2 separate regions of the Mus musculus genome follow, and region 1 is linked to region 2. A link is a contact called in public promoter capture Hi-C data. All regions are on one chromosome and are shown on one strand. Each heading gives the region's core, a stretch centred on a gene start, on an enhancer-like site or on the middle of the called end of the contact. The rest is flanking DNA. Distances are from core to core; before and after follow the strand shown.

Region 1 (6,275 bases), core at 2,120-4,619, 540 kb after region 2:
ACACACACACACACACACACACACACACACACACACACACACCTGTACTTAATTAAAAGTAATAACAATAACTCTATGAGAAGCATATGTTGCTCTTATCTTTGCCATTAAAGCCAAAGTCTCATGTTTGAATCACTCTTACTGGACCTATGAGTAGAATCAGATAGAGCCGATAACTGCTTCCTCCTTCAAACACTTGTTTCACTTTCCATCCAGGCAAGCCTGTTTTTTCCCCATACTATACTGATATTCCTTTTTGTTTTCTGTTCTGGGTTATGCATTGTCACCTGACAGGTTTGGAGTGTCCCAAGGCTTGTTCCATATTTCTCCTCTGCTCTTGCATTTTCACTGAATATCTTTGTGTCTCTAACTCAAAATTTATGAATCTCTTTTGAATGTTTAATTGGCTTTGCAAAGTTAGGTCCTCCATATTTCTCATCACACTTAACCACTAACTAAATTCTATGCACTTCCAGTGGAAATACATGAACTCTACTTTGCAAGTCCTTGCAAATCTGTAGAGCTAACTTTGATCCCTTCACCTATGGTCTGATGGTTTATAAACTCTGTGACCTTTCTCTTCAAAATATACTGAGAATATGATTGCTTCTCACCATTCTTCTGCTATGAATTTGGCTTAAGACCTTACTTTATTGTTTTTTTTTTTTTTATGATAGTGCTGATTTCTCAGTGTTTCTCTTCCCATTTCACATTCCAAATCTTCATTCCAGTCTCAACGTAGCAGTCAGTGGGAACTTAGAAAAAGTCCTTCCATGCTCAAAATCTTCCACTAATCATCTCTTTCACCCAAGCAGAGCCTAAGTCACCAGCTATTTTTGTTTTGGGGTCTGGTTAATGAATGTTGGAGGTAGGGACTATACAGTTGAACAAAGATAAAGTGTAAGCATTTTGACCATTTGTCTTTGATCTGATTTGAGTCTCATTTTTTGTTGTTGTTCTTAATTTTATCACAGACATTCCTTGACCATGTCACATATCTTTTCTGTGCTATAACAGAGTATCTTAGACTGGGTAGTTTCTTTTAAGTAATTTAGCTGATGGCTCTGGAGGTTCAAGAGAATACCGCTAACATTCTTTTGAGTTCTAATGGGGCATTTCTTGCTGTATCATGGCCTGGCAGAGGGTAACAAATGATGGGCAGCACAAGCAAATCAGAGAAAATGCCCATGGAGCAAAGTTTCTCCTGTGTGATGCTATTATTCCAATGGTCTGTCCATCTGCTCAGAGGACCTGTGTTGGAGAAGAGTAACATTCTTGACACTCTGATTAAGTCAAAGAAAAGTACCTGCTGTTACTTTACATCATAGCCTACTCCTTCATGGTTCGTTATTTTAAACCATATCATTCTAGTTATACTTTCTAATGCATGGAAATGATAAATCAGTGTGTGTGTGGTGGGGGGGGACTTTTAGGTGGGACTAAAGATGTAGCTTTTGTTTGTTTGTTTGTTTGTTTGTTTTTCATTTTTTGAGACAGGGTTTCTTTGTGTAGCCCTGGCTGTCCTGGAACTTACTCTGTAGATTAGGCTGGCCTCCAACTCAGAAATCTGCCTGCCTCTGCCTCCCAAGTGCTGGGATTAAAGGCATGAGCCACCACTGCCCGGTTTAAAGATACAGCTTAATGGTAGAGTACTCACTTAGCAATTGTGAAGACTCAGATTTCATCCCCAATTATGTAAATCAACAACAACACTGAAAACAAAATAAAATAAAGATCTTAGGGTAATGCATAGATGACTGATGTGTTTCTGGAGTTCTTTATGGTACATCTGAGTTGTTATGTGACTATATTTTTATACGTTTATCTTTGTACATATACTTAGTTTTTAAATTGAAGATAGTTAAGAGTAAGGATGATCCCTGAGAAATCCCCAGCATCTTGTTAAGGAAGCTGAGTCTCTGGTGTCTTCATAATACTCCTGATTCTGTACACGGCATAAAACTGTGAAAGTGACTAATGCTGAAAACCTTTTGCTTCCTGGAATATGGTAAAAGGTTCAGCTTGATGTTAATGGATAACTTCCTTTAAGGCACCTACACTCTGTTTAAAGTAAGATAGCATGGATTCTTTGTGGTAATTCACTGAGTTCCCCCAAATTCAACTGTTGTAGACCCAGTAATGGAAAAGCATAGTAGAGGGGCTAATCTGCCTCATGAAAACTTCAGAGAAAAGGTAGTTCATAACCCTGGCTGTTCCCTCTCTACTTCAGAAACTCGGTGGTGTGGTCATGTGAAGGTGAATCAGATGCTATGCACTTGATCTTTTATGTCATGGGTTTGTGATATCAGAGTCATTAGTATTTTGTGCTAAGTACTAATAATATGCCTTTTCTTGTGTGTCTGTGTGTGTGTGTGTGTGTGTGTGTGTGTGTGTGTGTGTGTGTTTTGGGGGGATGGTTTGGTGCCTGGGTTCATTTGTAAGTATTCCATAAGCTTTAGAAATTTATTTTTTTTACGTATCCTGATTCTAGAAGGTACATAATAGTGGAGTTAATACATTTGAATGCCCAGTAGGAGCTGTTACTCATCTCCAGCAGAACATCTAATTGCATTGTCCTCTAGAGAGGGGACACTCATGTTCTCACATTGTAGGTGATAAAAAGATGATGGATGGATGAACAGGTAGATGAGAACCAAGATTTCAGGTTAATAATTATCATATGGCTCATTATATATCCACAGAGAGAGCCTAAATAAAGATGCCAACATAGTCGTCTGATTTTAGAAGAGAATTAAGAGCTAGAGTCATCAATTCAGAAGAAAGCCACATGTACACAGGACAAGGTGAGAGCACCCACACAGCAGGTGTACATGGAGAAGAACTTTGGGATTAGAAGACTGAATGTAGGATAGGGACCAGAAAAGAACCCATGGGTAGATCCATGAGGCACAATCTAGAATGAGACCACTAGGAACCAAAGGAAGAAAGTAGACATTTTCCTGAGGGGCTGGAGTTAACCTGAACTGGGGAATAATAACAAACCTTGGGAATTTAATGCATTAAGATCCTTAGAAGATTATGTATCCAAAAATGTTATTATGTTATTATGCCCACTTTTGTGTTGTTTATTTAGTCATTTATTTATCTTTCTCTATTGTTTTGACCAAGAACTTCTTTCTGGTCCGGGGTCTCAAATTGCAGAAAGGCCAGTTTCTTTGGTAGGAGACACATTGCTATGTAATGGTACCAAAGTGTCGTAGGGAAATTTGTGGTATAAATAATAACATGTAAGGAAAGTTCATTTCCTTCCTCTTCTTTCTTGGCATTTCAGCCAACCTCATGTCTCTGCAGTCACTGGTTAGTCAGTGGGAAAAAGAATAAACATCACAGTTCTTCAAATATGGGCACAAAAGCTTCTGCAAAGAGGATAAAGGTCAATGAGGCTGTAATAGGGAAAACTACACAATTTACCGGCACCTTAAAGCCAGCTGACTAGAAAGCTGAGAAGGGATTTGGAAGCACTGTACTAGGTGGTGGTAAAAATTTTAACATGAGTTTTCAAGTTTGTGCTCCATGTCACATTTCTATCTGATGCCTTCTAGAGCAGCAGTGGTAAACCAAAAATATCCAGTTTGGTGGCTAGAATGAGAACTCTTTTTTTCATTAGTGTACAAGACTAGGCAACGCTGAACAGCCAGTTTGATAGAAGCTCTTACAGGAGAATGTGCTGGTCATTCAGACTCACTTCACTCAGGTGACATCTTCAAATCTTCGCCTGTATCCACCATTGTAAGAACTGTTTTTCAATTTTAAGCTTTCTGATTAGTTGTTTCAAGGAGCATCATGTTAAAAGATGAGACATTAAGTGTGAAAAACATGAAAATGTTAATGTTTAAGTAATTTTATCAAAGACATATAGGGAATAAGTGACAGACCCTAGCCTTTCTGAATTCATGGTCTGTGATCCTTCTGCTCTCAGTGCTGATAATGAAGGTGATAGTCACATGGTCAGCAAACGAACCTACAATCTGGTGAACATGGCCATGAGTCAGTAACAGGAACAAGCAATTATTTGCTGATAAGGCCAAAAATTGCCACAGAAATGCCTTGTGTCCTGGGCTTTAACAGATAAGGTTGAGACATAATTGAACCTTCTATCTTTTAGAGATGCTTAAGCAATGGCAGAGAAGCATGGGAAGCTAGGCTTTGGTGACTGGGTACAATACAACTCAGTGACTCAACAAACATATTTTAAAAACATTTCACAAGTGGGACTTCAAGCCACATTTTATTTAAATGTGGGCTCACAGTCCTGATTGGGCATATACAGTTAGCGATTTAAGTTACCAGTGGTGTACACATTCAGAACATCTTTGAATACTTAGACACAAGGGGACACAGACTAGATCACAAGAAAGCTTAGAATTGTCTTAACAAACTACAGGGCCATAGAAAAGGAGTTTTAGGAAAGGTTGGCTTCTCTTTAAGTATACAGTTGCAAACCCACTCCCCCCACCCCTCACTGCTAGTACTGATTGCCTGCAAATATGGCACTTAGAAGCTACAATTATTTGGAACATCCAAGTCAATGACTAGGTTATAGAGAAGTAAAATAAATCAGAGTTTGAGAAATTGTAAAATCTTGTTTAAATTCAGTACAGTCTGACCTTAGAATTAAGACAAAAAAGAAGAATTAGGGACCAAGTCACAAACATTTGCTTAGCTGGATCCTTTCCTTTTGTCAACGACTGGAGCCAGAGATGGAGGTTGACAGCTCTATAGGCACTGCTATCTTCTCAGGGAAAGCGTTTCTCATACAAACCAAGGTGGAACTCTTCTCCTGAGACAGAACTAGTGTGAAGCAGGGTATTCTGATAAGGGAAAGTTTATATCCATTTGACTGGAGTAGAAGGAGACGTGAGAGAGGCAGAATTCTTCCATTGTGAGTTTGTGTGACTCAGATAAACTGTTCTGGTTTGATTCCCTCAGGGCATGTCCCGTGTCCTCTCTTTTGTTTTCCATCCCTCCCTTCTGTATGTCTTAGGCTATCCGTAGTTGAGAATGGTGGGCAGGATTCTGTGGAACTAACATTTTTCTCAGCAATGATTACAACTTCTACAAGTGTCCTGGGAACACTGTGTTCTGTGTCCTAAGGTGCCTTCCTGACTCTTCTGGAGTTCACAGGGTCTGGCTTCACTTCCACTTTTGATTGCGCACCACAGGCAAGCACGTGGTAATTGTAGTTCTGCTATGGTATTTCCTTCGTGTTCCATTGAGTCTCTATGCTTCTCAGCCATTTACATCTACTTCTACATGAGTTCTAACAATCGACCATTCTAAAGTCTTTTTCAAGAATAAGTCACATTACTTAGACTATACTGTGCAGTCCTCACCTTGTGATGCAAAATTAGGTGATATGGTATGTAGCACTTAGCTTGGTATGCGATGAAGCAAATGTCACATTTATTAATCACAGGATAGGTCCAAGAATTGCCTCTTTCATAAAAGCATCTGTGTCTGTGTTCTGTGGCTTTATTTTGAAAGCCGGTAGTCATTAACAAGAGTCTAAAAACACTTGCTGAGTGATTATTGATTCTCAGAGACTAAGAGCAAAGAAACTTGGAGAGTGTGATTTCATTCTGTTGTCTGTAATTACTACTGGGCTCTTTTGGTTGTTTGTCCTATTGAATATTATGTCTTATGTGCTAAAGTTCAAAATGTTCCTAGGTGTAAAGTCACACGTTCACAAGTTAACCCACCACCATACTCCATCCCATTTGCTTGATTCATTCTTTCCTCGTCTTCAATTTTCACTGTGAATCTCACTTCCTCTGCTTAACTTCTCTGTTACACAGACTCTCCATCCACTTAGCCTGGACTTGAACACCCACTACAGTTCTAAAATCCTATAAGTCCACAAGCACAGGAACACCTTTTTATTCATTTACTTATTTTCCTGTTATTCATATGTAGTCAATCCATTTGTAATCTGAGTCTGATAATGTTTCTAGCATTTGGTGAGTTTCATTGAACATTTAAGTAAATGTGACAAAAATGAATGGTATACTGGCAAGCCCATGTGTTCATATGACTAGAACTTGTTAACACTGTGAGAAAATAATAGTAACTTTGGAAATTATGGTGTTTTATGGCCCTTGTCTATCTTTAAATGTCATAAATAGTAAGTGGCTGGGCCCATACATTTTCTCATCTCAGGCTTTGCACACAGGGCTGTAGCTATAAATACAAGATTAGCAAATCTGCCATAACAGAATCCCCTATTTTTCTGCAGAATTAAGGAACGAGCATTATAC
Region 2 (6,501 bases), core at 910-3,409:
TTCTGGCTGCAGAGTAGGCACCTTGGAATTGCACCTTGCCCTGCTGGTGACTAGGTCACCTACAAAACTTCTTTGCATATATAAGTCTCAATAAAAACATTTAAATATAGAAAATCGAATGGCAGTTTACTTCAAGCTATTCATTCTCCTTTTTATTACTAAGGGCTAAAATACAAACTACTTTAAAATTGGCGACATTAGATGACATGGAGATACAATGGTTCCTGATAGTTTCAAAATCTTTTGGAATGTACCAAGCGCTAGGAGTATCTTAGTAATACTAATGAAGTGACTCAAGCTGAGTTTCAAGACAGCTTCCATCAACTAACAGTAGCTTAACTCCTTCTTTCTTCAACTGCCAGTGTCCCCTTTCTCAAAACCCTAAGCTGCAGTCCAGTGGTTTAGAAGGCAGCTGGGCAGTGAGGCAAATCAAAGTCTGGTTTTCTGGTAGTCTAGTCCTATGGAGTCAAGTGCTATAAGCCTAAGTCAAAACCAATCAAGTGAATTCTTCTTTGAGTTGTTCTGACCTCTTTAAACACAACAACAGTCTCCCGAATTTATACCACTTGAAGTTTTCTAACATCTCTATAAATTAAAGCTTTAGAGCCTTTAACTGTTAGAACTATGGCAACATTTGGAGCATTTTACACTTGTTCTTCGACATAAGGCCAAGCAGTGATGTGTTGATCCATATGTTGTCCATTCTCTTAATGCAGAATGTAAACCAGATAGCAAGACACTGATGTAATAACACTTCTGCTTCAAGATCTTCTGGACTACAATCTATATACGTCGTACCATTACTAGTACAAAGATTACCATGTTTTCCTTCAATTTACACAAACATTAAGCCAATATTTCATGTAATTTGGAAAGGCTAACTTTTTTTTTTTCACCCTGAGAAGTCAAGCAAATACGCAGTTTCTTTAAAAATAAAAGCCAAGGCTAATTTTACAGTAATGAAGCTATAATACTTTACAAAGCCAGGATCCCAGGTTCAAATGGATATGCCATACACAAAGGTAATGAAAATATCAACTCCATTAAGGGCGATGCAATGAAAAGTATTGAGGAACTGTGGCAAGATGTCACCATGGTAGGATGCTCTGAGCAAAAATTTTTCCTGTGGAAGCCAAAAGCCTTCCTTGGAACATACTTTTATGAAATGATGAATAAAACCACCTCCGAAGAATGATAAGTATTAATTACAAATAGCTATTTTTTGTTCTATTCATCAAAACCATTTCAAGTGTTTTTAAAATAATGCACTATTAAGGGGGGAGGGGTGGCGGGAGAGGGATGGTGCGCATTTTTCCGTAAGGCACTTCATCCCGATACATGAGTCTCTCATCCCTTGGACGAGAAATCTTTCTCCCTTCCTTGATTATTATTCCTCTAAGATAATTTCCTTTCGGTCTTCCCACAAAGCTCCTTCCCAAACCGGTATCCGAGACAACGCCTCTATGCCAAAGCCGCAGGAAGAGAGAAAAGAGTGAAAAGGGGCCTTGGCACGTTCGCTCGCCAGGAGCTTTGCAAGTGGGAGAGTTGACCTGAGTTCCCCAAGATTCCATCCTCCCGGAGCAACTAGGCCAGGTTCGAAATGTTCAGATGCGAAGTCGGTCCATGCTCTCCTCCGGCGGGTGCCGGAGCACAGAGGCGGCGAAGGCTTTGCCTGGCCTCTGACGCTGGGATGCGGCTGGAAGAGAGTGCGCACCGGCCAGCCCTCAAGTGCCCAGGATCGCTGGGACTGCCCAAAACGCGGTTCCCCGGCCCGCAGCAGGCCTGCAGTGACCCACCTTTACCTGGAAGGTGATGCTCAGGACCCGCGGCGCCTACAGAAAGCCTGCGTCGCACCAGGAATAGGAGGCGGCCCGAAAGGGCGAGGACAGCTCCAGGTTCGGGTCGGAGCGAGCCCCGCCCCGCCCCGTCTCGAGCCCCGCCCCTTCCATCGCCCCGCCCCAGCTCTGGGGTGCCAAGGGTCCCGGATGTGCCTCCCTCCGGCGCTCCGAGGCCCCGCTACTTCTCCGGCCCGGCAGAGGGCGCTACGGATCCTGAGAGGCAGGAGAGGCGTTTCGACGTCTCCCGGGTGGCTAGAGCGTCCTTCTGTGCTCCGGCGCGCGGCAGGTGACGGCGCCCGGAGGCTGTCGGGAAGTAGGCGGGGTGACGTGGGGTTGACGCTCGGCGGCGGGTTTTGCTGAGGTCTGCGGCCGGTGGCAGCTTGTGCTGCGGGGCTCCGGAGAGCGCGAGGTGGAAGCGGGGCGGTGTGTGTGTGGTCGGGGACCATGTCGAGCAATGCCGGGGAGTGGTGTCTCATGGAAAGCGACCCCGGGGTCTTCACCGAGCTCATTAAAGGATTCGGTGAGCACCAGGGGGACCGTCCTGGGCCGGGGGTTCCGGGAGGAGGCCCGCGTTGGGCCAGGCGGTCACCTGCCGCCACCGACGCCCGGCGTCGGAGAAGTGACTTCAGGGACTGGAGTCGGCGTGTGTGGAAAGTAGGGCTTCTGCCGCGTCCTCGGCCCGGGGCGGCCGCGTCTCCGCAGTGATCTTGGGAGCCACACCACGAGGGGAAGGAGTCCCTCTGCCTGTGCACTGCTGTGTTCTCCGGACTTGGGACTCGGACACTTGAATTGCCTCGAGCGTCCTCCTTCCCTGTCTCCCTCCCTCATCATCTCCTCCGCGCTTCTCTTGTCCTTTCCACTGTCCCTTCCCTGCGGAGCCTCCCTGTCTCCAGTGTGGTCAGGTGCATCGCTCAGGCTGTCGGTCCTGCGGAGCAGCCGGTCTAGGGCGTGTGTTTCCCCGGGTGGTGTCTGAGGCTCCAGCCGCCCAGAAACTCGAGATTCTAGTTTCCCAAAAGCAGAACTTTCACCTTTCGTATGTGGGCACCTCTTCCGGACCTCCACAGATAACCGTCTACGCGGGTCTGCACTCTACTTCCCGCAATTCTTTTACTCCCTCCTTTTTTGACTTCCTGTGAAGTTGAGTTTTCTCGAGGTAGTGCTTTTGCTCAGAGGCCACATGCTTAGCTCTGAATTTCTCTCTGACTTTATTTCCTTCCGTACTACTCAACCAATAGGACAGTTTATCCTTCCTCGTGTTCCCAACGTTTTGGGGGAGTTTTTTTTTCCCTCCATTTTCATTTTGATTTTTTCTAAGATATTGTTTTTAACTGTTTTGTTAAAATGTGTACCCAAAATATAGCAAACCTTAATGTAGATTTTGTGTACTGTACATGGCTGAATATTTCGAGCATTGCGTAACATATGTTCAACTGTACTTCGGGCATACAGTTACGGAGTTGGAAATTTTAATGTGAATAATCGGAATGCTGGTCTGAAGAACTGAGAGTCAATCTAGAATAACATGTTGGTTTACGTTTAAGAGTATACAGAAATTGTTTTAACTGTGTAGATCACAGAGGAGCTGGGCAAAAGGAAGCATGATCTAGTGTGGTTACCTAAAGGTAGCTTATGGAGCAGCCAGCAAAGTAACTAAAATATGGTGTAATGAATAGGCAGGCAGTGTAGAGATCTTAGGTAAAAAGGTAAAGCCACGCCAAATCAGATACCATATTGTATAGATTAGATTGCCTGGAAGTCACTGGGGACTTACTCTGAAAAAGATGTGGAGATCAAACATAATTAAAATTAGTTTGTGATTAACATGATTGTGCTTACAGTATTTAGAGTTAAGATAGAATGAATGAGATGACTCTTTTTGAAAATGGTAAGTTTGTGGGTGATTGGCTTGACATTAAGCCCTGGGGTACAGAGAAAGTAGAGTCAGCAGTTAGGTAGTATTTCAATCTCAGGTTGCATGTGGAAATACCTTCTCCTCATTCTATTTGGAGCAGGAATGCATCCAGAACATGCTACACTAAAAGAGGAGTTCTCAGGGCTGCCAACCTTACAGTAGAGGTTGAGTAGTAGTATATTTCTCCTACAGAAAGAGAAAAGAAAATTAGCAGGAGTTGACTGACTGTAGGAAAGAAGAGTCAAACGTGCTTCTGGCTTGGGTGGATAAATAAAGTATCATTTGAAGAATAGACTTGATAGGAAAGAAAATTAGATCAGTTTTGGACATTACAGAATTTGAAATGTTTACAGGTTAAGTGATAATTTTTCCTCTCAAAATCTTTAACTGTCATTTAAAAAGTTGACGTTCAGAGATAGTGGCCCAAGTTTATTTTGAAACTAATGCAGTCTAGGGCTGGTGGTATAGCCAGCCTGGTTACCGAAGCCTGATGACTCCTGGACCATGGAAGAAGGAGCTGACCCCTTCTGAAAGCCACCCACTCGTTTGTGGCACATGTACCTTAGTATTCTCCACTCACATACACAATAAAAGAAAGAAATTAGTGGAGTCCGTAAACTAGCTGCTGTTTTCAGTTTCACATGTACAGAAAACTTGGAATTTGAAAATAATTTAAAGTTAGACATTTTAGTAATATAAGTGCATCTGCACATACTGAGTAAAGCAGTCGTCAGTAACGGATTGTTAGTAATGGATTGTTGGCTCCTAGTGTAGAAGGATTTTGCACATTAAATGAAGGTAATTTATAACATTAGCTGCTTCAAAGGAAAAAATGCTTTATTCTAATTATTTTCATTTTTTCCTTGTCCAGTTCTTATATTTACAATAGGGTTTGGAAGTTTACTTGTCTGAAAGTGAAACATCTGTTTGTATTATGAATACTATTGCAATGTTTTTGAAATGAACTCACTGTCTAACGTAGCCTTCACTGTGTTGACACAGGTGTAGCAAGATACAGATATCTTTGACAGGAGAGAAGTCTGGAGTATTTCTTCATCTGTAATTACTGCCTCATGCTTAAATACGGATGGGAATTAATTGGGTCCTTGAAATTAAGTCACTTATGATCACATCTAAGGTGTATTTTACTTTGTTCTGAGGAAAGAAAGAAGATAAAGCTTGGCTTCACACAAGAAATGTAGTCTTGGGAAGTACATACGTATTGTTTATAATTGTATTCCCCAAAGCAGCACTGATTCATTTAAAGGGTATTAGTCTCTAATTGAGGGCTCTCAGTCAAGTTCAAACTGTGCAGATCCTTTGAGAGGTTAGCTGTTTGCTCACATCACCAGCCACATATCATGTATGTACACCATGATCTTTATACCATGGGATAACTGAGAACAGGGCTGAGGAAAACTTCTGGACTCTTCTTTGTTAGGGACGCAGAAGCTGGAGTCCTCCCTACTGCTTTTGGTAAACTTGGTGATGGAAAACTTGTTGAGATTCCATCTGTTGGAAGATAGAGACTCTAGCCGTCATTTAAAAAAGCACTAGCAATATTTTAGGAGAACACCAAAGTATATTTCATAGGGAAGGGGGGGTGTTTCCAGGTATATTTTTAAGAAAATTATTATCCTATATGGTTAGGATAATCATCCTGATATCGCTATACTCTTGGTTTGGAATAAGTGAGTTTATTAAGTACACAGCAAGCTAAAGTAAAAGAATACATAGCAAAAGATGAAGTAGACAAAACATCAAATTGTGACTGGGGAGATGGCTCAGTGGATAGAGCATATATGCTTCTAACTGCCTCTAACTCTAGCTCCATGAAATCCTTTGGGTCCCAAGGACACCTGAACTTACATGTATGCACACACATAATTTAAATATTAAAAAATAAACAATTAAAAAGAGCATCACCATTGGCTGGAGAGTTGCACTGACTGAACTGTTAAAAGCACTGATTACTCTTCCATAGGATATGGATTCCATTCCTAGCACCCACATGGTAGCTCACAACTGTCTCTAACTCTAGTCCAGAGACCAGTGTTCTATTTTGACCTCTATAAGCACCACGTATCCATGTTGTGCACATATATACATGCAGACAAAATATTTATACATGTAATTAAATCTTAAAATCCAAACCAGGCACTTAAAATCTATGAGGTTCTTAATAGATCTAGCAGAAATGCGTTGGGGAAGGAAATTGTTGGCTGGAGCTCCTCAGAGAGTTTCGGGCAGAGCAGAATGTCCCCTCCAGTGAACCTTCCAGGTACAGGAACTAATCACAACATGCACAGATCCCAGCAGAAACCGACTGGACAAGTTGAGGCCAATTTAATGATGCTTTGCTGTCTACCTGTAATTTACTGATTGTTCATTTACTTTGAATTGCTATATATTTAATAAAATCACTCATTCAAAACCAAAGGTATGACTATTGTAAATCATTCTTCAGACCATACAAAACTATTACTATTTTTGATCAGGCATGGGAGGCTGATGCAGAAGAGTCAGAAGTTCAAGGTCAGATTCAGTTGATTAGTGAAACTAAGGGGGCAGAAAAGAAAATGAGAATAATTTTGAAATTAGTTTTGGAGTTTCATATAATTCTATAAGAAAGATCAGTAGTATCAGTATGGTATGTTAGTTCATAAATATTTAAAGAATTCTGTTATTTAAATTTTAGAACCTCCTTAGAGTGTTCTGGTCTGGATGACATTAGATGATCATATGGTGTAG

Evidence for each region. Promoter capture Hi-C pulls out the DNA fragments that hold promoters and counts their contacts.
Region 1: a contact with region 2 is called in a promoter capture Hi-C map of the HPC-7 cell line, with 5 times the contacts expected there. The contact joins the enhancer-like site here to the promoter of Uchl5 in region 2. A contact is called at or near these places in 10 of 39 promoter capture datasets (the C10 cell line, the HPC-7 cell line, HPC-7-derived erythroid cells and 7 more), 2 of 484 Hi-C or Micro-C datasets (B cells and the G1E-ER4 cell line), 8 of 115 datasets of contacts at active chromatin or transcription factors (the 230-238 cell line, acute myeloid leukemia, bone marrow-derived macrophages and 5 more) and 2 of 9 other capture datasets (adipose tissue and liver).

Annotation. Positions count from the first base shown.
Region 1 is chr1:144,314,457-144,320,731 of GRCm38.p6, forward strand. No RefSeq gene overlaps it. Among named protein-coding and RNA genes, the nearest start is that of Rgs1, 68 kb to the left of the region's middle. Within about 2 kb of position 3,370, at least 35 of the 459 cell types and tissues checked have an H3K27ac peak or open chromatin away from gene starts, as enhancers often do. A contact at or near this core is called in the G1E-ER4 cell line, the HPC-7 cell line, bone marrow-derived macrophages and 1 more, where this site is marked.
Region 2 is chr1:143,775,119-143,781,619 of GRCm38.p6, forward strand. Uchl5 (ubiquitin carboxyl-terminal esterase L5) reads left to right here and starts at 2,160. Exons shown (of 11, transcript NM_019562.2): 1 at 2,160-2,358. The coding sequence starts at 2,283. Ro60 (Ro60, Y RNA binding protein) reads right to left here and starts at 1,933. Exons shown (of 9, transcript NM_013835.2): 1 at 1,803-1,933. LOC115487685 (a small nucleolar RNA gene) reads left to right here and starts at 3,810; the gene lies at 3,810-3,944.